Regions from separate parts of the Sus scrofa genome. Here region 2 is linked to region 1. Evidence: chromatin contacts called from public Hi-C data. All regions are on one chromosome and are shown on one strand. The core of a region is the stretch at or near the end of the contact, and the rest is flanking DNA. Distances in the headings are between cores, read along the strand shown. Region 1 overlaps LOC110260961 (a long non-coding RNA gene). Region 2 holds the start of SALL1 (sal-like protein 1).

The links. A called contact is a pair of places that touch in the nucleus more often than the background predicts.
Region 2: a contact with region 1 is called in a Hi-C map of liver, with 8 times the contacts expected there. The contact joins the promoter of SALL1 here to the enhancer-like site in region 1. A contact is called at or near these places in 1 of 5 promoter capture datasets (liver) and 6 of 47 Hi-C or Micro-C datasets (epiblast stem cells, liver and skeletal muscle).

The regions. Positions count from the first base shown.
Region 1 is chr6:33,427,402-33,431,913 of Sscrofa11.1, reverse strand. It overlaps LOC110260961 (a long non-coding RNA gene), which reads left to right. Exons shown (of 3, transcript XR_002344610.1): 2 at 3,135-3,286. Among named protein-coding and RNA genes, the nearest start is that of SALL1, 300 kb to the left of the region's middle. Within about 2 kb of position 2,918, at least 16 of the 83 cell types and tissues checked have an H3K27ac peak or open chromatin away from gene starts, as enhancers often do. A contact at or near this core is called in liver, where this site is marked.
Region 2 is chr6:33,729,376-33,733,774 of Sscrofa11.1, reverse strand. SALL1 (sal-like protein 1) reads right to left here and starts at 2,109. Exons shown (of 4, transcript XM_003126987.4): 1 at 1,723-2,109; 2 at 609-701. The coding sequence starts at 684. It overlaps LOC110260963 (a long non-coding RNA gene), which reads right to left. Exons shown (of 2, transcript XR_002344613.1): 1 at 4,323-4,399; 2 at 3,427-3,882.

The DNA.
Region 1 (4,512 bases), core at 1,669-4,168:
CAATAACAACAATCATCAGTAGGCATTTGATAAAAGTGCAGAGCCCCATACTTGAAATAATACACCATTTTAATTTTTTCATCTTCCTTTCTAGATGTTGGCCATAGACAGATGCCATGGTTAGGTGACTGTAAGAAGATTCCTATACTCTGTTCATTTCTTTTTCTTTCTCTTTCTTTCTTTCTTTTTTTTTTTTTTTTTTTTGTCTTTTTAGGGCCACACCCGGAGCATATGGAAGTTCCCAGGCTAGGAGTCAGTCAGAGCTATAGCTGCCAGCCTGCCCCACAGCCACGCGATGTGGGATCCGAGCCACATCTGCAACCTACACCAGAGCTCATGGCAATGCCAGATCCCCAACCCACTGAGTGAGACCAGGAATCGAAACTGCATCCTTTGTATCTACTGAGCCACAACAGGAACTCCCCTTTGTTCATTTCTTTTAACATTATTTTTCCAGCATTTTTTTTCCCCACAAGTGTTGGCCTGATGGTTTTTATTTATTTATTTATTTTATTATTATTATTTTTTTGTCTTTTTGTCTTTTTAGGGCCACACTCTGCAGCATAGGGAGGTTCCAGGCTAGGGGTTGAATCGGAGCTGTAGCTACTGGCCTGCACCACAGCCATAGCAACACCAAATCCGAGCTGCATCTTCAACCTACACCACAGCTCACAGTAACGCCGGCTCCTTAACCCACCGAGCGAGGTCAGGGATCAAACCCACAACCTCATGGTTCCTAGTCAGATTCATTTCTGCTGTGCCACTACAGGTAGTCCTAGCTTGATGGTTTTTAGAAAGAGGTCAAGGATGGAATCCTTCCAGCTGGGATGAGTTTCAACCCTCTGTGCTGAAATCACATTTGGGGATGCCAGGAAAGAGCTGCTTTTAACTTCTTCACTTTTCTACCCTAAGTAATGACCTCCTAGCTCCAGCTTCTTTCGGGTATTAATGTGTTGGGATAATTGTGTCAAGTGGGAGGGTACCATAGGAGACCAGGTGTAGGTCTTTGGCCATTGGCAAGGCCTAGTTTGTTTATCTGTTATTTATTCACTCATGCCTTCATTCAACAAACATTCCCTGAGTACCTATTGCCTCCAAGACAGTGGCCGTGATGCTATCTACAGGCTGGTGATGGAGGCTGGAGACTGCAGGGGATCATGAGCAGGCAGGTACATGAGGGGATCCTAGAGCTGAGTGTGCACACTTAGAAGCAGATACATAAAACAGAGTCACCAGGGAAGCAGATGGGAAGTGATGACCCAAAATACAAGAGATGGGGCACGATAGGAGAGCAGTAATCTAATCCAGCCGATAGACACAACTAGAAAGACAAGCCATAAATGCTCCATGGACATTTCAGATCAAAGAAGGGGTGGTCAGGGAGGAGAATTACAGATTTAAGGCAGCAGGGATGGGGGCGAACCCTGCAAACGACAGCAGAGGCCTGCCTCGGGGTATCATTCTTAAACACGGCCCCTGTGAAGGCGGAAAGCCCAGGAGTGATGGATCTGTGCTTGGCTGCCGGGGTCTCCAAGAGTTTCACGGACCTGAGCCAGGCCACTGGGTTTGAGTTCCATGTGGAAGTTATGTGAGCTCAGGGAAGTTGCTGAACCTCTCAAGGGCATGGTTGCCAGATCCGTCAAACAGATAAGGTTGTGATGAGGCCCAAAGAAAGTACCCCCTTTTTATTCTTTTTTTTTTTTTTTTTTTTGCTTTTTACACCCACAGCATATGGAGGTTCCCAGGCTAGGGGTCGAATTGGAGCTATTGCTGCCAACCTACACCACAACCACAGCAACACAGGATCCCACAGCAATGCAGGATCTGAGCCTTGTCTGCGCCCTACACCACAGCTCATGGCAACACCAGATTCCCAACCCACTGAGCAAGGCCAGGGATTGAATCTCCATCCTCATGGATACCAGTCAGATTAGTTTCCACTGAGCCATGACGGCAACTCCCTAAATTAACCCTTTTAAAATGCTCAGAGCGGTGCCTGGCACAAGTCAGTACTTATATAGGAGTCATAAATATAAGTCATCCATAGTGAAGGAATGTGTTTCTTGATAACTCTTGATCAAATCTTTTCAGTGTCCATAACCACCATCATTTTAAAAAGTTTAGAAATCAGCTAGTATCCATAAGGACATGGGTTTGATCCCTGGTCTTGCTCAGTGGGTTAAGGTTCCACATTAGCAGTGTAGGTCACAGAGGCAGCTCGGATCTGGCATTGCTGTGGCTGTGGTGTAGGCCAGCAGCTACAGCTCTCCTTTGACCCCTAGCCTGGGAACTTCCATGTGCCGTGGGTATGTCCCTAAAAAGCAAAAAATAAAAATAAAAAAGATTTTATTCAAGTATAATTGATTTACAATGTTGTGTTTATTTCTATCATACAGCAAAGTGATACATATATATATATACATATACATATTCTCTTCATATTCTTTTCCATTGCAGTTTATCACAGGGGATTGAATAGAATTCCCTGTGCTGGACTTGTTGCTGATCCATCCTGTATATACTATTTGCATCTGCTGGTGAAGAATCTTCTAGTTGCTGGGCCAGGCACACAACTGTCCCACATCAGAGCCTTACCTTTGTGCCTGTCCCGTGTCTTTAAGGATTGACCCTGAATGGCACCCCTGGCTTCTCTAAAACTTCCAGACCTCTGAGCTGCCTTTGTACCATCCTGGTGCCTCTGGTGCTCCCTTCCCTTCGGGGGAAGTCTTTTCTGACTCCAATCTGGCAGCATGTGGATGTTTCGAGGCAGGGATCCTCACAGCCAGGCTTTATGACTCAGCAAGAGGGCTACTAAAGCCGTCCCTGTCCAAAGTTCATCTTGCATTTCTGAGTCAGCCAGGAGGCGTTTCATTGAAAGTGCAATCAGGATGTCCTCGCTCCCGGGCCTTTTCCCAGATGCCCAGCCTGGGAAGCACTGCCAAGTCTGCCCCAGCTGCTGGGTTGAAGGCCTGACTCCAGGAATGGTGTCATCCTTTTGGTGGTTAGCAACACACAGCAAGAGCCACCACATGCGTCGTGCACCCTGCTGCCTGCTGAGGCCCTGGAGCGGGGATTTGGGGAGGGCTCAGAAGAGGGTACAAAATTCACTCTTTCCTCTTCTTTTTCTTTTGCAGAAAGACTCTTTGTTTTTGCCATTCTGTGCACGAGCTAAGCAGAATACAGTAAAGAGAAATGGGGCAGGCCCAGGTATCCAGGAGATGGGAGAGAATTTGCATTCCGACTGTGGAACTCATCAAAAGGCTATTCTTCCTGCCTCCACTGGAAGGTACAATTCAGGTTGGGGGCTATTGAAAACAAGACTCTACCTCTTTCTTCAAATTCTAACTGGCGGGGGTGGGGGCTCTGAAGGTGACCTTGTGCCCCCAGATGTCCCCGGTGGACTTGACAGTTGAAAGCTGTTGATGCTCCTTCCAAATCTGAGGCTGCTGGTGTTTTCAAAAAGGAAGAAATGCCCTAAGATGGTTCACCCAAAATAAGCTGGCTACAGCGGATGGTGACTTTTGGCAAAATCACGCATTTAACATACCCAACACACACACACACACGGAGAATTGTGTGTGTAGCTCCAGTTGAGGAAAATGTCCAAAGTTTGGATTTGAGGAACAGGATGGAAATAAGGTGCCACCAGAGGCCACCCGTGCCCTCCAACCCGACCCCAACCCCCATCGGGATGGTTTGGTCCAAGATACTTCACAGAGAGAACGACCCCCGCCAACCACACACAACCCCCCCACTTCCATGAAAGACGTCTCATCCATCATTTGCCCACCTCCCCAAGAAGCATTATGCATCGTTTAATTCCAACTCTTTTTCGTGTTTCCTTTTAAAAACCATAGACTTCCAAGAGAGACTTCCCCCGAAAGCAAAGCATTCTCCATGGGTTTGGAATAAACCTGCAAAATCCTCTCAACTCCCCTTTACCACACACACACACTGAAACCCAGCTCCAGCGCTGTGTCTGCATCATCCCACTTCTGCCTCTTCCACACAGACTTATTTCATAAAAACGTCAGCTATTAAGTTAACATTATTTAAGGGGCTGTGGGTGTTTAGTTCCTGAATGCAACCTAAGCTGGATGGGGAGAGGGGAGAGGCCTGACGTGAAGGCCTGGCTGTATAAAACATGATCCACAGAGAAGCTACATAAATAACCCGACCGTGGGCTCCCAGCGCCTCTCTATTTATCACTGAAGTAACGATAAGGATCTGCTTTAGAGTGAACCCTGCTGAGGGTCCAGCCCCGGCACAAGCTGTAATATGATCTGCAGGGGAGGGCTGATAACCCGACACAATGTGAAGAAACCCGGGCAGAGGAATAAGACAAACTGTTCGTCCATTAAACGGCGCTGTCAGGAAGGGGGCCGCGAAGCCAAACAGAGCTCCATCCAATTCTTGCGTGGAGACACAAAGCCAGGAACACCTGAACCGAGCTGGGGAAATAACCTCCCTCAGAAACAAGCGGAGGTGGGGTCAGGGGAAGGGGGAAGCGGT
Region 2 (4,399 bases), core at 860-3,359, 300 kb before region 1:
GCGGAGCCCAGGAGGGGTGGGAGGGTTGGGGAACCGGGGGGAGCGCGGCGCTGGGAGCTCCCCCAAAGCTCCAAGTTCAGCCCGGAACATAAAGTAAACTTCCTTCCCGAAGGCAGCAGGGCCAGGGCGGCGGAGGCCAGGCCGGGGCCCCGGGCGCCCGCGGGAGAGCGCGTGGAGCTCCGCGCAGTCAGGCGCCGGCCGGCCTCTGCCCGCACCCCAAGCCCCGCCGGACACCCGGGCCCCAGCCACGGTTCAGCGGGTCCCGGGCTCCGCTCCCGGGATAAGCTGGGACAGAGGAACAAGGCCGGCGTGCCCTCTCTCCTCCCCCCAGGAGGACCCAACAACTCCGGAAAGATCCTGCGGAGAGAAGTGTTTGCTTTCCCCGGGGCAGGAGGGGGAAGCCCAGCAAAGGCAAATTGAAAATTGAAAAGAAAAAAAAATTGCCGAGTCAAAAAGGCCAGCGGGGACTCGGCGGCGGCGGCGGCGGCGACCGCGGGGCGGTGGGCGCGGGGGCCGGCCGCGTGTGCGTGGGTCCAAGTGTGCGTGAGTGTGAGTGCCAGTGCGTGTGTGCGCGTGTGTGTGTCCGCGGCGCGGGCCGGAGCACTCACCATCTCGCCGGGGGAGCGAGGCCACTTCGGGGTCGGATTGGAAATGTTGAGGCTTCGCTTGCTTCCTCCGCGACATGCTGGCTCAAACATCAGCTGGGGCAGAATAAAAAATTACTAAAAAAAAATCTTCTCAAAATTACGGAAATCGAGCGGCGGCGGCGGCGGCGGCTCCCCCCGCCCGCCGGCCCGCCCGCCCCCTCCCCGGCTCCCCGGCCCCGGGCGCAGCGCGCATGTGTCCTGCTATAATTATGATTATCAATAATGCATTGCGATTAATCATAGAGGGGCTCTTTGAAAGGCGATTGGCACCGGGCCAGCGCTATTCAAACCCGCTCGCCTTAATCAATTAGTTCGTGATTTGCTGCAGACCCCTGTCTCTCCGCGCGCTGGCCCAATAAGCCGGCCGCGGGGCTGGCTCTGCGCTCCGCGCCGCCCGACACTGGGTTAACCCTCTTCGCGACCGCCCGGGACTCCGCGGCCGGGCCGCCGGGGGCCTGCCTTCTCGCCTCTGCGCACCCAGCGCCCCGGCCCGCGCCCCCCGCCTCCCGCCCTCGCTCCCCCCCCCCCATCCCAGGCTGGGCCGACCCAAATTAGCATGCCCTCCCCGGAATTAAGCCTCTCGGGGTAGGGGGTGGGGGTGGGGCCGGACGGCGGCTGGGGACCCGGGCTGCGGGCGAGCGGCGAACTTCCCAACTCCGGCGCTAGGCGCGCCGGCCTGCGGGGGGAGGGCGTCCCGTGGCGGGATTTGGGGGGAGGAAGTCCCGTTTCGTGAGTGTTTCTTCGTTTCTTTAAGAGCTACCAGAAAGCAGCCCACCCCCACCCCCATAAAAAAAAAAAAAAAAAGCGAGTGGGGAAGAGCCAGCCCCACGCCGGTCCGCCTCCCGCCCGCGGCCCGGCCTCCCTCCCTCTCGCCGCCTGGCTCGGTGCTCCTCCGCCCCGAGTTCTCCATCCCTGGATCGCGGGCTCGCGGGGGCGCGGAGAAGAGGACCAAGGAAAGGTTTGGGAACGTGATGGGTTTGGGGCTCGGGGGGGTGGGGAGGGCAGCTCTCCCGCCACCCCGATTCGCCTCAAAGGGCCCCAGTCCTCCAGGCTCTCGCTTGCCCCCTTTCTCTACCTCGGACATTCCCAGGACAATTAGGGCTGAAGTTTTCGGGAGACGCGGCCCCGAACCCGTGGGATAAGGGGGCGGCCCGGCTCCGCCCAGGACCCCTCCCGGACCTCCCCCCCGGCTGCCCCGGTTGGCTGCAGGGCGCGTCACTCCGCGGGGAGGCGGCGGCAGCTGTGGCGCCGCGGAGCCGGGGGCGGGCGGAGAGCGGGGACCGGCCTAGGATCCGAGTTCAGCTCCAGCCGGGGGGAGGGGAGGGGCCGCCGCTCACCCGGCGCGCTGCAACCCTCCCCTGGCCTCGGGAGGCGCGGCCCTGCCTCGCCGGCTCCGGGCAAGGCCAGTCACTGGGAGCCCTGGGCTGCCCGCCCTGGGAGAGGGGGCCGCGCCCCAGGCTCTTGGAGAAGAGGTGGCCGAGCCCAGCCGGGAGTGAGAGGGGCGGCGGGGGTGGGGGTGGGGGTCCCTGTCCGCAGCTGTTTGGCCCCGCAGAAGCTCGCCTCCACCTCTCAGGCATTTGCCGAGCGCGGCGCCCAAACTTTTCGCACCAGCTCCATCTCCTCAGGCTGGGATGCAGCCTCCCCACCCGCGCCCGGAATGGGGAGCCTTGGACCCGCACTCCCTCCTCTGGGCTTGGGCGCCCGCGAACCTGAGGCTCAGTCCTCGGCTCAGCCTAGCTCTTCCCCTCGAGTCTCGGGGTCTTCTCGCTCCAAGGTTCCCGAAGTCCTGCGCCCGAGGGACAAACTAAACTTCGGTTGAGTAATGGGGAGGAGGGGGGTGCAGATACACAATCCCTGCCCTATCTCGCTATCGGGAAACGAGAGGGCTCATAAGGACGCCCCAATTCGGGAGCGCCCTGGAGTCTGGAGAGCTACACAGTCGGTTCGCGCGAAGTGGGCATCAATCTTCTGAATAGAGTTTCGGGTCCTCTAGACCCTACTGCGCTCCCCCATGACTCTTTCTTTAGTGGGTTTTTTCTTTTTTGTCTTTTTTATCCTTTTTAATCTAAATATTTTGTGTGAGGGTGAATGTTTCTGTTTTTCTCCTACCGACTAATTTTATTCTTGGTTAACTTCTCCTTTCTCCTCCTTGCTCGCCCTCTCTTCACCTTTTCATTTCTCCCTATTTTTTCCTCTCTTTTGCCCTCGCTCGGTTACACACACACACGCACGCGCGCACACACACGCCCCCTCTCTACCTCGCTCTCCCTTTCTCCCCAGGTCCTGTTGGTTACCGTAGATTTTGATAAAAAGACAAACGAAGCCATCAGTGGCGCTGATGTTGAAGAATGAAGATAATAATGTTTCCATAGGTGGTGCTTCAAATGCCATTATTTCTCACTGAATATTTAAAGAGATCCCTCGGCAAAGATGAATCTGCGTGCTCCTGGGGTGCGAGCCGCTCGCTTTCCTCCAGACCCCCGGGAAAGTGTGCAGGAGCACGTGTAAAACCAACCCCCCCACTCCGCAAACTGTGGTCCTCACAAACACCCCAGCCCACCCTCTCTCAGAGGGTGCACTTGCACGTTCGTTTCTCCGCTTACGCCCGCGTTTGGAGCCGCCCGCCTAACAATCTTGGCTTCTTGAAAGTCCGGGCCTCCCGGGCACCGTGTGCTGCCGGGAACCGAGCCTAGCTGGCTGTCCCGCAAACCCTTCCTCCCGGTACGCAGCGCGTACGCAGGGAGAAGCTCCCGGGCAGAGCTTCACACGTGTTCGTTACTTGCTGTGTTGCTGTGTGTGTGATTAAGGACGGGGGGGGGAGCTTTCGCCCCCCACCAAAACACCGAAACAAACAACCAAACGAAATGCGCACGCAAAATCAGCTTCGCGATGTTTCATTAAAAATGGGCGAGCAGAGACGAATTAATTGGGAGATCCAAACTTTAATAACTTTTTTCGTTTTTTCGCGTCCTCGAAAGCATAGAGGGGCGCGTCTGGCTCCGTGCGCAGCGTCCCCGGCTAATTTCTTGTTTGTTTTCTTTCCTTCTGTGGCCCGAAGAGAAGAGAGAGGAGGTGGAGGAGGGGGGATGGGAGGAGGGGGATGGTCGGAATGGCGGAGAGAGGAGAATTGGTCTTTATTGTTGATGGCAATACATCAATTACGGGCCATTGTCTCCGGCCGGAGTTCCGTGGTTCGCAGACGCGGGCGCCGCACTGTCAGCGCGCTCCGGTGAGGCTTCGTGTGCCGCAAGGCAAAGAAATAATTAAATTAATAAAAATGGAGACCGAGTGGGGGTTGATCTGTACTTTTGAGGGGGTAGAAAGAAGGCAGCGAGTGCGAGCGAGGTGCCGAAGCCGGAGCCCATCCCCACGCCCTGTTCACCCAAGAGACCAGCGCGCTCTACGGGGGGTCGCAGGTCGCCGCCTTGGGTGGGGCAACTGCTGTGCGGGGGAGGGAGATTCGGGCTAACGGGGCTCGGACTAGCCGATCCCACCAAGGCCTGAAATGGGGGTGGCCTGAAGTGAGGCAGAGGCTGCGCCGGGGTCGTGACCTCGTGGGCCAACGGGAACCGCATGCACCGGGGGAGGCGCTTGGCTTGTCTCGCAAACTCCCATTTGGGGGGCTTGATGCCTGTGTTTCTGCTAATACATCCCCTCAGTTTTCCCAGGACCTACTGCGTCCACGGTGGGTTTGGCCGGACTGAAGGGCTGTGACCCAAGGCCGCGGGCCACAACTGAGTTCCCAGTGAAGG